Linked DNA regions of Sus scrofa: regions 1, 3 and 4 are each linked to region 2. A link is a contact called in public Hi-C, HiChIP or PLAC-seq and promoter capture Hi-C data. All regions are on one chromosome and are shown on one strand. Each heading gives the region's core, a stretch centred on a gene start, on an enhancer-like site or on the middle of the called end of the contact. The rest is flanking DNA. Distances are from core to core; before and after follow the strand shown.

Evidence for each region. Promoter capture Hi-C pulls out the DNA fragments that hold promoters and counts their contacts. Hi-C and Micro-C count contacts between places; a contact is called where the count stands out from the background. HiChIP or PLAC-seq counts read pairs in DNA pulled down with a chosen protein or histone mark.
Region 1: a contact with region 2 is called in an H3K27ac HiChIP or PLAC-seq map of skeletal muscle. The contact joins the promoter of DENND4B here to the promoter of SLC27A3 in region 2. A contact is called at or near these places in 1 of 5 promoter capture datasets (fetal liver), 1 of 47 Hi-C or Micro-C datasets (skeletal muscle) and 2 of 2 datasets of contacts at active chromatin or transcription factors (alveolar macrophages and skeletal muscle).
Region 3: a Hi-C map of epiblast stem cells shows a contact between it and region 2, with 2.5 times the contacts expected there. The contact joins the promoter of S100A6 here to the promoter of SLC27A3 in region 2. A contact is called at or near these places in 3 of 47 Hi-C or Micro-C datasets (embryonic fibroblasts, epiblast stem cells and undifferentiated spermatogonia) and 1 of 2 datasets of contacts at active chromatin or transcription factors (alveolar macrophages).
Region 4: a contact with region 2 is called in a promoter capture Hi-C map of skeletal muscle, with 7 times the contacts expected there. The contact joins the promoter of CREB3L4 here to the promoter of SLC27A3 in region 2. A contact is called at or near these places in 2 of 5 promoter capture datasets (fetal liver and skeletal muscle), 3 of 47 Hi-C or Micro-C datasets (heart right ventricle, liver and skeletal muscle) and 1 of 2 datasets of contacts at active chromatin or transcription factors (alveolar macrophages).

What each region holds. Positions count from the first base shown.
Region 1 is chr4:95,744,537-95,747,236 of Sscrofa11.1, forward strand. It overlaps DENND4B (DENN domain-containing protein 4B), which reads left to right and starts at 1,342. Exons shown (of 28, transcript XM_013997083.2): 1 at 1,342-2,116. It overlaps CRTC2 (CREB-regulated transcription coactivator 2), which reads left to right. Exons shown (of 13, transcript XM_021089801.1): 12 at 117-303; 13 at 435-1,094. The coding sequence ends at 655.
Region 2 is chr4:95,902,263-95,904,962 of Sscrofa11.1, forward strand. SLC27A3 (long-chain fatty acid transport protein 3) reads right to left here and starts at 1,337. Exons shown (of 10, transcript XM_013997096.2): 1 at 486-1,337; 2 at 1-134. The coding sequence starts at 1,119. It also overlaps a transcript of INTS3 not described here.
Region 3 is chr4:96,097,010-96,099,709 of Sscrofa11.1, forward strand. It overlaps S100A6 (S100 calcium binding protein A6), which reads left to right and starts at 1,255. Exons shown (of 3, transcript NM_001044557.1): 1 at 1,255-1,297; 2 at 1,940-2,098; 3 at 2,451-2,676. The coding sequence starts at 1,961. The coding sequence ends at 2,585.
Region 4 is chr4:95,721,391-95,724,090 of Sscrofa11.1, forward strand. It overlaps CREB3L4 (cAMP responsive element binding protein 3 like 4), which reads right to left and starts at 1,418. Exons shown (of 10, transcript NM_001123102.1): 1 at 1,278-1,418; 2 at 737-914; 3 at 103-349. The coding sequence starts at 910.

The DNA of each region.
Region 1 (2,700 bases), core at 92-2,591, 160 kb before region 2:
AGGGGTGTGTGTGAAGATCTCTGGGCCGGGGGATGTGTCAGCCGGGCTAGGCACAGGCAGGCAGGGGCACCCTCTTCTGAAGGCCTCCTCCTCAAGGCCTGTCTGTGTGTCCGTAGCTGGAGCCGTTCAGCATGGACAACCCATCCACCAGCCTGGCGCTGGATGCCTCTGGCTTTTCCGAAGGGCCTGGATTTTTAGGGGGTGAGGGGCCAGTGAGTGGCCCCCAGGAGCCCCACACCCTCAACCACCAGAACTTAACCCACTGTTCCCGCCATGGCTCAGGGCCCAACATCATCCTCACGGGTAAGAAATGTGGCTGGTAACAGGGGATGGAAGGAGGGCGTGACACATTGGGTGGCGCGGCAGGAGGCCAAGGGGACCTTGGAGGCGTTGACAGGGTGTGGGGTCCTCACCTGTCTGTTCTGCCCACACAGGAGAATCCTCCCCAGGTTTCTCTAAGGAGATTGCGGCAGCCTTGGCTGGAGTGCCTGGCTTCGAGGTGTCCACGGCTGGGCTGGAGCTGGGCCTGGGGCTGGAGGAGGAGCTGCGCATGGAGCCACTGGGCCTGGAGGGGCTCAACATGCTGAGCGACCCCTGTGCCCTGCTGCCCGACCCTGCTGTGGAGGACTCGTTCCGCAGTGACCGGCTGCAGTGAGGGCACCTGATCGCCATCCCTCTCCTCGGCCCTGTCCCCCGCCGTCACTGTCCCTTTTCTCCCTTCCCCCTGGCCAGTAGAGACTCCACTCTCTGCCCCCAGATCCTCTTTCTAACGTGAACGAGGGATCCTAAGAATGAGAAGAAGCAAGGGGTGTGTCCAGGTGGCCCCTAAATTCTGCACAAAGGGTGGGCCTAGGGGAGCTCAAGGGAGGGCCTGAAGCACTTGTAACTTTGAACCGTCTGTCTGGAGGTCAGAGCCTGTTGGAAAGCAGGGGGGTAGAGGGGAGCCCCGGAGGCAGGGCTTGTCCGGATGCCTAGGGGTGGGCAGTGCCAGCCCCTCCTCGCCACTCTTCCCCTTGCAATGGAGGAAAGAGCCAGAGTGGATATTATTTTTTATTAAATATATTATATGTTAATAAAAAAATCATATCAAACCCATGGTGTGGTTGGCTACTGTTTGGGATGCAACGGGGATCTAGGAGGTTCTTGGGGTGCAGGCCCTTTTGTCGGTTACGCGGTTTTGCATCTTGTCAATGCCATGTGGTTGGTGGAAGGTGCCCCCCAGCCTCAGAATTTGTACGCAGCATTGGATATGGAGGTCCAGGCTGGGTGTAGGCTCCTGTGGTAGGACGGATGTATGCCCTCTCATGTGACCAGGACCTTGCTGCAGCGGCATCAGAGGACAAGGACTCTGGCCAGACAAGCTACTGCTCTTCCTCAACCGTGAGGCCTGGCAGTGAGTTGGGAGGTGAGGAGGTGACTGCTGGCTGAGCTCTGGGTTCTGAACGTTTCTGGTACAATGACCCCAGCTTTCCCAGGAGGGTAGCTGGTCTCACTGCTAAGGCCCCCAAGGAGAGAGTATTTAAAAACTACCTGCACCAGGTAGGTCTCAGGTCGGCTCCCTCTTCTTTATGGTCCTTTAAGCCTAGAGGACCTGGAAGTTAGGTGTGGTACCAGCCTGTCTCGGACCCCATGCCTCTAGGTCTCAGGGAAGCCCATAAATCCCATTCCTGCCCCTTCACTAGGCACGAATTCACTCCGTGCTCTCCACTCTTCTCATTCATTCGCTGAGGCTTGCGTGCCAACTTTGTTTTGAGGACGTTGCCTTTTTCTGGCTTGGGTTGGAATCCTTCCCATCTGAGCTTCTGCTCTCCTCTCTTCCCCACACAGCAGTCAGGAGAGTAGGGCCCCTCCTTCGTTGCCCCCATCTCTGCTGCTTTTCCACACCCTGGCTTCTTCTCTTCCCCTTTCCAAAACTTGTCGTTTTCAGAAAAGAGAACTGAGAGATTCTGGCTTAGCCTGGAAGGGAATGTAGGAGGGACTGAACCTGGAAGTAGGGGGAGCCACCTGGGTCTCCAGAAACCAGGCTTTCAGGGCCTTCACCCAGGCAGGCAGACCTCATCTGACTAGGACCAAGGGCGGGACGGGAGCGCGCCCTGGACTTCAAGGGCCGCCTGGGGTCAGTGTCCTGCGGCTATGGCTGGCTGGTGGCAAGTCGCCTGCGTGCAAGGGGCCCTCCCAGCCGCCAGGGGTCGCGCTGCAGGCGGCCGGGCGCTGGGCAGGCGCTGCCAGGGTCACGGCCGCCGACCGGGGAGGGGGGTGGGGGGAGCGGCAGCGCCCGCAGCCCGGGAGGGGGGTGGGGGGAGCGGAGAAAGCGGGGCGCGCGGAGGAGCACCCGGCCCCCAGTGCAGCGGGAGCCGGGAGGACCGGGCAGCGCGAGCGAGCGGCGCGGCAGCACAGTCCCCGCGTGGCGCAGCTCGGCGGGGACGCTGGGAGCGCCCGGATCTCCCTCCACAGCGCCCCGCGCCCCGCCGCCCTCAGCCGCCTCTTCTTCCTTCACTCGCCGCTCCAGCGGGAGCGGCGCCCGAGTCGGGTGCGCCATGTCCGGGGCCGGGTAGCCCCGCCGCCCGCCGGCCCGCCAGCCCGCCCTCCGAGCCACCCGCCTGCGGGCCGGCCGGCCGGGGAGTCGCGGGGCAGGCAGGTAGGGGCTTGGCCGGGCGGGGCAGCGGGCGGGGAAGGAAGGGAGGGAGCGCCGGCCGGGCG
Region 2 (2,700 bases), core at 87-2,586:
CGCATCCACTTCGGCTGAGACCTCAGCCAGCAAATCGCTGATTCCAGCCGGATAGGTTTCAGAACCTGCAGCCCACAGGTGGAGGCCCATGGCTCTCAGGGCCGGCAGGTCGGGCTCCAGGGACTCCAGGAACTCTGGATGAGGTGGGAAAGCATAGCTCCATGGCTCTAACCACTCTCCAGAAGCTTTCCCCACCCTTTGCCCTGTTCGCTCCCCCAACCCCACTCGCACTGCTCCGGGGTGAGGCTGAAGAGTACGGACGTCCCCTCAGGAGTCTGGGACCTGGAGCCCAACTCTACGGAAATCCTTGGGGAACCAGAGACCCAGCTCCAGCCCTTCGAAAACCCGGAGACTTGTTTCCCCACCCTTTCCGCGCCCCAGGGAAAGCTTGCCGGCGAGTTCCAAGCCCCCCTCTTCTCGGCCCCCCTGACACGCCCCTTTCCGTGGCTGGCCCCGCCCCCGTCTGTCGAGTGCTGCAGCCTTACCTGCGGCCAGCACGAGCGCGCGGGCGCCGCAGCTGCGGAGGCAGTGCAGTAGAGGACCCCGGCGCAGAGCAGTGGGCACAAAGGCGGTGCGCAGGCCGGCCTTGGCCAGCCCGAACCAGAGCCACAGGAACTCTGGGCAGGCGGGGAGCAGCAGCGCCACGGTGGCCCCAGGTGCCAGAGGTGCCGCGCCGTCCCCTTCCCGCCCGGCCCGCGCCGCGCCGCTTCCGGCCGCCGCCCACTGGCTTTCCCCGGCGCCCCGTGGGCCGCCGCCCCCGCCAGACCCCCTGTCCCAGCCTCGCGCGCGCAAAAAGGCGCGCGCAGCCCGGTTGCTCTGGCTCTCGGCCTCCGCGTAGCTAAAGCGCCGCGCGCCGTGAATGAGAAAGGTGTGCGCCGGGCGCTGCTGGGCCAGCTGCGCCAGGCGCCAGGCCAGGCTGCAGCCCCCCTCGGGACCTTCCGGGTTGGCTGCGGCCGCGGCCAGGGCACGCGCTCGAAGGACCCGTTTGCAGCGTAGGGCGCGCACAGTGAAGGCCAAGTCTGCTGCGAGCCAGCGCAATTGCGGCCAGAGGCGCAGCTTCGGCAGCAGCAGCAGCAGCGGCAGCAACAGCAGCAGGGGTAGCAGCAGGAAGGCGGCCATGGTGCCCGCTCCCTCGACTCGGTCCTGTCTGGCCCCAGCCGCTCACAGACTGCCCCGATGCTCCCTTCTACAAAACTGAGGCCGCTGGTTCTAGCGCTTAGACCTCTCCGTCCCGGGAGCGCGCGCGCTGGCACACGCCCCTTCCCACCCACCCAGCCCCCCTCCCCTCGGGCCGAGAGCAGAGGCCCCGGAGGAGTGCTAGTGGGGGACGGCCCCGCACGCCCGGCCCTCCCCACAGCTACGCTCCGCCCCAGGCGCGCTCCCTCCCCGCACCCTACCAGGTCTCGGGCTTGCTCCCGCCCTCCCTCAGTCTCAGGGTCTGGTCCCGTTCCGATTTTCTCTAGGAAGATCTAGGCATCTGGCTGGACTTGGGGCTCCCAGCCAGAGAGCTAGGGCGCTAGGATCCAAGTCTGTCTTTCCCTCTCATCCCATTTTCACTCGTGATGGGAGGGTGACGCTGCTCTCTCCCAGAAGAGACTGAAGAACTCGGCCCCTTGCCCACATGGTGCTGCAAGTCCCGGCAGGACAGCCAGACCCAAGCCTTCCCTCCATCCGCCGCCGCCGCCCCAGGAGATAGGTGGGGTTAAGTAGGGGAAAGGTGGAGGCTCAGTCAGATTTCTGGAGGGGCCGTGGCGCAGAGGCCCGTCCCTTTGGGCAAAGGTACAATAACTGGGGCCAGCCAGTGAATGCTTTCCATCCTGATTTTAATTGGGGCAGAGGAAACCGGGGAAGGAGAGAGGAAGGAAAAAAGGAGGCCTCGGGCAGTTTAGACTTTCAAAGAAAGTTGTAGCAGCTTTGAGGGAAGGGAGAACCCGGGTTCTGTAAGACAAATTTGCAGGCTGAATAGGAGGAGCTGTCTGAAGTCAGCCCAAACCTCTCTCCTCAGCCTGCCACCCAGCCTCCCAGGACAGCAGCGGGACAAAAGCATAGCCAAGGAGCTCTTTGCTGGTACACCTGGCTGGGCAGGTGGCCAGACTGTGGCGGGTTCCTTCTCCAGGTGTCTGAGCCCTCTCCGCTAGGCATGCTTCTGCTCTCTAAGATCCGAGCTGGGAGCCTCTCTCACCGCCCAAGACCTAGTCCTCTCCAGCAGTTGGTAAGCACTAGCATATAACACTGAGAGATGGCTAAGGACAAGACAGCCTTTGGGAGATGGTGTCAGCATTAACTTCTGCCTGGACAGCCCAGTGTCTGGCCTGCACTGCCCGAGGCAGCAAGAAGGATGGGGGTAAAGCCAAGGCCCTCCTGCTCCAGACAAGGAGGTGGGCGGGGGGGGGGGGGGGGGGGGGGGGAAGGGGAAGTTGTGAAGCCACGAGGTGGGGTGCCCATTAAATGGAGACCACCTGTACATGCACAGAGTAAGTGGGGGCAGCAACTCCGGCACGAAAGAGATTCTGGCTTGTTTTATTGTCATTTAAAAACAACTTTTAAAAATTCGATTATCTCTGCCAAAAAAAAAAAAAAAAAAAAAAAAAAAAAAAAGAAACAGAACCAAGGAAATGGGACCATTCTTGACAGTTTTGTGGAACATGTCTCTGGGACTCCCTGGGCTCAAAGTGCCAACCTCAGGCCAACACAAGCCTC
Region 3 (2,700 bases), core at 5-2,504, 190 kb after region 2:
GGATGTGACTAAGTGTGTCTGGGCTTAGCATGGCCCTCCTGGAAAATGGGGAAGTTGGGCCAGGCTTTTGATGGCTTCCGAGGTGTGCTTCGGCTATGCAGAGAAAGTTAAGGAGAAAGTGCTTAGAGGGTGAGGACACTGGAGGCAGCCGGGATGTGGTTCCTGGGGGCAGTGGTGGACAGGCCAGTCTGACTTGTCACCAGCTCACAGGAGGCCACCCTGAGGACGCTGGTAAGAAAGGGGAGTGTGGCCTTGACCTCCAGGCCAGTCCCCTTTCCCTCTCCTCCGTTTCCCTCTCTGCAACAAGCCCTGCTACCCCGCATGCCACCTCAATCACCTCTAGGCTTTCTGCCTTTCCCACCTCCCCATATCAAAAGCCTTTCTCCAGAGAGGATCTGAGAGGAGTTCCCCCTTGTGCTGCAGCGGAATTGAATCTAACTAGGAACCATGAGGTTGCAGGTTCGATTCCCTGGCCTCACCCCAGTGGGTCAAGGATCTGGTGTTGCCATGAGCTGTAGTGTGGGTCGAGACCCTGCTCGGATCTGGCGTTGCTGTGCCTGTGGCAGAGGCCAGCAGCTACCCGAGGCCCTAAAAAGCAAACAAAACAAAACAAAACCCAAAACCAAAAAACACTGAGGATCTGAGAAACTTTGCATTGCAGGGTAAATAACTAGGGACACAGGGCTTGGCTCTGGCATGTGTGCCCCTGAAGCTGCAGGAGGCTCCGGTGTGCAATTCTGGAATTCGGGGTGGGGGAGGGGGTTGGGGAAGGGAGCAGGATGGTGGTAGGAATTCGTTTTCCGCTGGCGGATGGGTGTTGGAGAAGTCCTTGAAACTGTATTCTGTAGACCACCGGCCGCTCCCCACCCTTCATCTAGGTTTCGCCCTGGGAAGGGGGCACCCTTCTCTCCCTTCTCCACCCACTTCCGGCAGCCCCCCCAGCGTCAGTGACAGCGTCCTGCCCTGGCCTGTCACATCACGATGCTGGGGGGTGGGTGGCTGCAAACTGGGTTTCAGGGGTTAGGAAGGAGCTCGAGGTCACTCGGCTGGCTGCAGGTGGGACCCCCTCCCCCTCGAGGTCCCCCCCACCCCGCGGAGCCCTGAACTGCCCCGGGGCAGGAGGCGTGGAAAGTTTTGGGGCCCTGGTGTTGTGTAACGGCGAGCACAGGGTGGGGCGCGGGGCGGGCCGTGGGCGGTGGGGAGCCGGCCTCCCGGACGCGCCTCTATAAGGCGGGCGGGCCGGCCCCAGAGCCCAGCATCCCCTCGGCCGCTCCCTGCTCCCGTCGCTGCCGCCGTGGTGAGTCCTGGCCAGGGCAGCCCCGGTCCTTCTGAGCCAGCCCGCCCCGGGCTTGGTCCGCGGGCGGTGGATGGCTCGGCATCCAGCCTGGGGCTGCGGGGCTGCCGGGCGGGCGGGGAGAGGCAGGAGAAGCCAGGCTGGCCCAGGGCTAAGGCGTCCGTTGGGCGGCTCCGGGTAGTGGCCCATCTGGGGTGCGGGAGGGTGTGTCCCGGGCGGGCGTGTCAGCGCCGCCGTGTGTGGCCCTGGAAGGCTGTGTGTAGGGCTGGGTGCGCCGTCTCCACCCCCGCCCCGCAACATCCGCCCCAACTTTCCCGCAACCCCTGGAGGAGCGTTCTCAGCTGTGTTCCTGTCTGCTGCTTAGAATCCTTGAGCCACCTCGTCTCTGGTTCCCTGGAGGCCACAGATCTCTAGGCTCTAGAGTCTGCCCTCTTCCTCCCCTTCAAGCCTCGAGCTGTCTCCTGAGGTCACCTGACACTTACTTGGTGGTCCGGGCAGGGTCGTCAAAGGGAGTTGGGGTCGGGGGTGGGTGGTGGTGGGGATGGGGGTGGGTGGGTGGGGGGCAGAGGTCTTGGGGCTTGCGGTGAGTGAGAGGAGTGAGACCTCCGTGTGGCCCAGGACACTGACCAGCCCCTCTGCCCCCAGCCTTGAACTCAGCCTTCAGCCATGGCATGCCCTCTGGATCAGGCTATTGGCCTCCTGGTGGCCATCTTCCACAAGTACTCCGGCCGGGAGGGTGACAAAAACACCCTGAGCAAGAGTGAGCTGAAGGAGCTGATCCAGAAGGAACTCACCATTGGGGCGGTGAGTGAGTCTCCCCTGCCCCCCCCCCCCTTAGAAGCAGGATTGGGAGAAGGCCAGGCGCCAGGTGCCTGTGACTCACACTTACTCACATTCCGGGGACCTAGACCTTACCGGACCATTGGTCCACACCCCTGGGCCCTGAGGGGCTGGGGATATTCCCAGCCTGGTATTCACTCCTCCTGAGTCAGCAGCAGAGAAGTCAAGCCAAGTGAATTCAAGGTGGGCTCAGAGTTTTGGTGACAAGTGAGCACAGAGCCACTTGTCTGAGAGAGGGCTGCCTGGGAGGGGGAAAGGCAGAGAACCCAAGGTCTCATCACCCCTGAGTCCTGGATTTCCCATTTTGACCCGGTAGAAGCTGCAGGATGCTGAAATCGCAAAGCTGATGGATGACCTGGACCGGAACAAGGACCAGGTGGTGAACTTCCAAGAATATGTCACCTTCCTGGGGGCCTTGGCTATGATCTACAACGATGTCCTCCGGGGCTGAACATAAATTGAGACGGTGGAGACACCCTTTAGCTGGCCTGTTGATCTAGTGGTGGGTAACTGTACAATAAATTTTTTTTGTTGTTAAATCTACCCCTGTGTCCTGGCTTCCCTGT
Region 4 (2,700 bases), core at 168-2,667, 180 kb before region 2:
AGCCCCCTGATGGCCACAGGGCCTGGGTAGTGGAACAGGTTGGGGAAAACCCCTTAACCCTACAGTTAGGGCCAATGTCCCCTTCCCACAAAGAACACTGACCTAGCTGGATGGAGATAAGTTCTACAGCTGTCCCAGCTTCCCCCTGCATCTTCTCCAGGGCCCCCGCCTCATAGACGACCTCATAGAAGGCAGGGGAACCGGGGGGTTTGGGAGCAAGGGGACTGTCTGGATGACCAGGATCCTCGGAGAGTCCACTGTCACTGCCAGGAGATGCTTCTGAGCAGTACACTTCATTGGGATCAATGAAAACCTTCAGGAGATCTTCAGGCTCACTCTCTTGAAGACCCTACATAGAAGAGGGTACATATGTACACAGGAAGAAAGAATTCTGGAAGTCCTATCTGATGTCAAAACTAGATGATCCTTCATGCTTCAGTTTCAGCTCCTTCTGTCCTTGGATATTAGGATAGTTACAGCGCATGTCTATTTTATTGGAGTTCCCTGGCAGATCAGCAGGCTAAGGATCCAGCCTTGTCGCAGCTGTGGTTTGGGTCTCCACTGTTGCATGGGTTAAATCCCTGGCTTGGAACTTCTGCATGCCATGGGCACGGGCAAAAAAATAAATATTTTAGGGGCTCTGTCTTTGGACCTCTGAGTGAAGGCTAAAGCCTCTTGGACTTTATATCACAGAGTTCTGTCTCAACTCATACCCACTTCCAATCATCACACTCACACAGCCACGGCCCCCACTGGACTCCCAGCCTTGGAGCTCCTGTTCTTGTAGCCTAGTCACTGGGACCTCTGGAGGTGAACAGTGGAGTCCCAGCTCGGGGAAGGATCCTGTTGAGAAGACATCTTCTGGGGGCTCCAGCCACACATCCAGTAGGTCAGGGGTTCTGAAATCCATGCTTCTGCGGGGAAGCATGTGGGGTGGATTGAGTTGCAGAAGGAGGAGGATGGTCCCCCCCCGACCCCCGACACACACACACACACACAGACACACACACACAGTTTCTGGGTTCCTCTCCCTCTTCCATTATTCCCCTTCCTCACCTGTGCAGCCCCCTCACCTGTCACCCGGAGATCTCGGGTTAGAGCAACAGCCACCTCTCTGCCCCGGGTATTACCTGTTCCGAAGAGCCCAGCCCAGCCAGGCCAGCCTAGCCCGTTGACGGCCCCAAACACTACACCTTTTCTTTCTTCCAGGATCTCACATCCTGGACCTGCCTAGCCAAACCCCGCCCCCAGCTTTACACTAGGAAAGTGGGTCGCACCTAGCCAGGAGCCACCATAGGGACGCAGTATCTGGGAGTAGGAGGTTAAGAGGCTGGGCGTCCACAAATCCGACTTAAGGAAAACAGCAGCCTTGCCCGTTCTGCCTCAGTTTCTCCTAGCGATAGCAAGTCTTCCTGAGGTTTTTGGTAGCTCCTCAGGGAAGGATAGAGATGGCTGTGACTGGAGCACAGGATGTTTGAGTGTTTGTCCTCTGGTGGTCAATTTTCTAGGAGGGAGACCACGGCGAAGACAATCCACAGGATTGCCTAAGATTTGCGGAGTCACCCCTCCCCCACCCCGTGGCGCTCTTCCCAAGGTTGAATCTGATTGGAAGCCAAAGACATAGGGGTTTTGAGGGGCAGGGCATTGAGCCAATGAGATTACCGTCTCGAGATAGGCTCCCCGGTAACTGGTCGGAATGTGCAGTCAGCGAGGGAGTGAGGCCAATGCCGCCGAAGCGCTTATTTGTCCGGCGGGGATTTGATTCCTCTGGACCAAAGGGCGGAGTATGAGCCCCAAGACAAACTGTAGGAAAGCGGGGGCGGGAGGAGTTACCGGAATGGGGGCAGAGGCTTGGTTTGGTTTCACTTGCCACGTGACTCCAAAGCCCTAAACTGGGAGTAAATAACCTGTAGACCTAAGTGTGAGAGTTTTGACTCAGCGGGCCCAAAGTCGCGCAATCGCGGTTGTCCGTAATCTGTGCATTGCTACTGATAAAGAATAGCAATTATATAGACGCACTCATGGAGCTCTCTTAACTAACTGAAGGACAAGAGTCTAGAAAACTGCAAAAGATTAAGAAATCATTTGGATTTGGTTTGGGAATTTGACTTATTCTTTGCGTATAATAAGCAACAACAATATGCAATGTGCCCTGCATAATGTTTTCATAAACCCTGTTCCTAGCTTAATCCACAACAGCTCTGAGGTAGACAGAGCAGGAGATGTTTTACTAATTTTACTAGTGAGGAGAGGGAGATACATGATTAGATTGTAGTAACACTCAGGACATTTTCCTTGATCTAGAGGCTTACGACCCAGGAATTCACTTTATTTTTCTTTTTCAGCTGCACTTGCAGCATATGGAAGTTCCCAGGCCAGGGATCCAATGAATCTCAGCGGGAGCTTCGGAGTTCCTCCGAACCTATGCCCGCCAGGGGCAGCGACTCCTCCAGATTCTTAACCCATTGTGCCCAGCGGGATCTACTGGGCACCCTTACTGAGACAAGTCTGATAAAGCCTCTGGGCCATAGCGGGAACCCCCAGGAATTAACCTTTTTTGATGGGGTTTTTTAGGGCCACACCTGCAGGCACATGGAAGTTCCCAGGCTAGGAGTTGAATCAGAACTACTCCTGCCTGGAGTTCCCGTCCTGGCTCAGCGGTTAGCGAACACTACGAACATCAGTGAGGACACAGGTTTG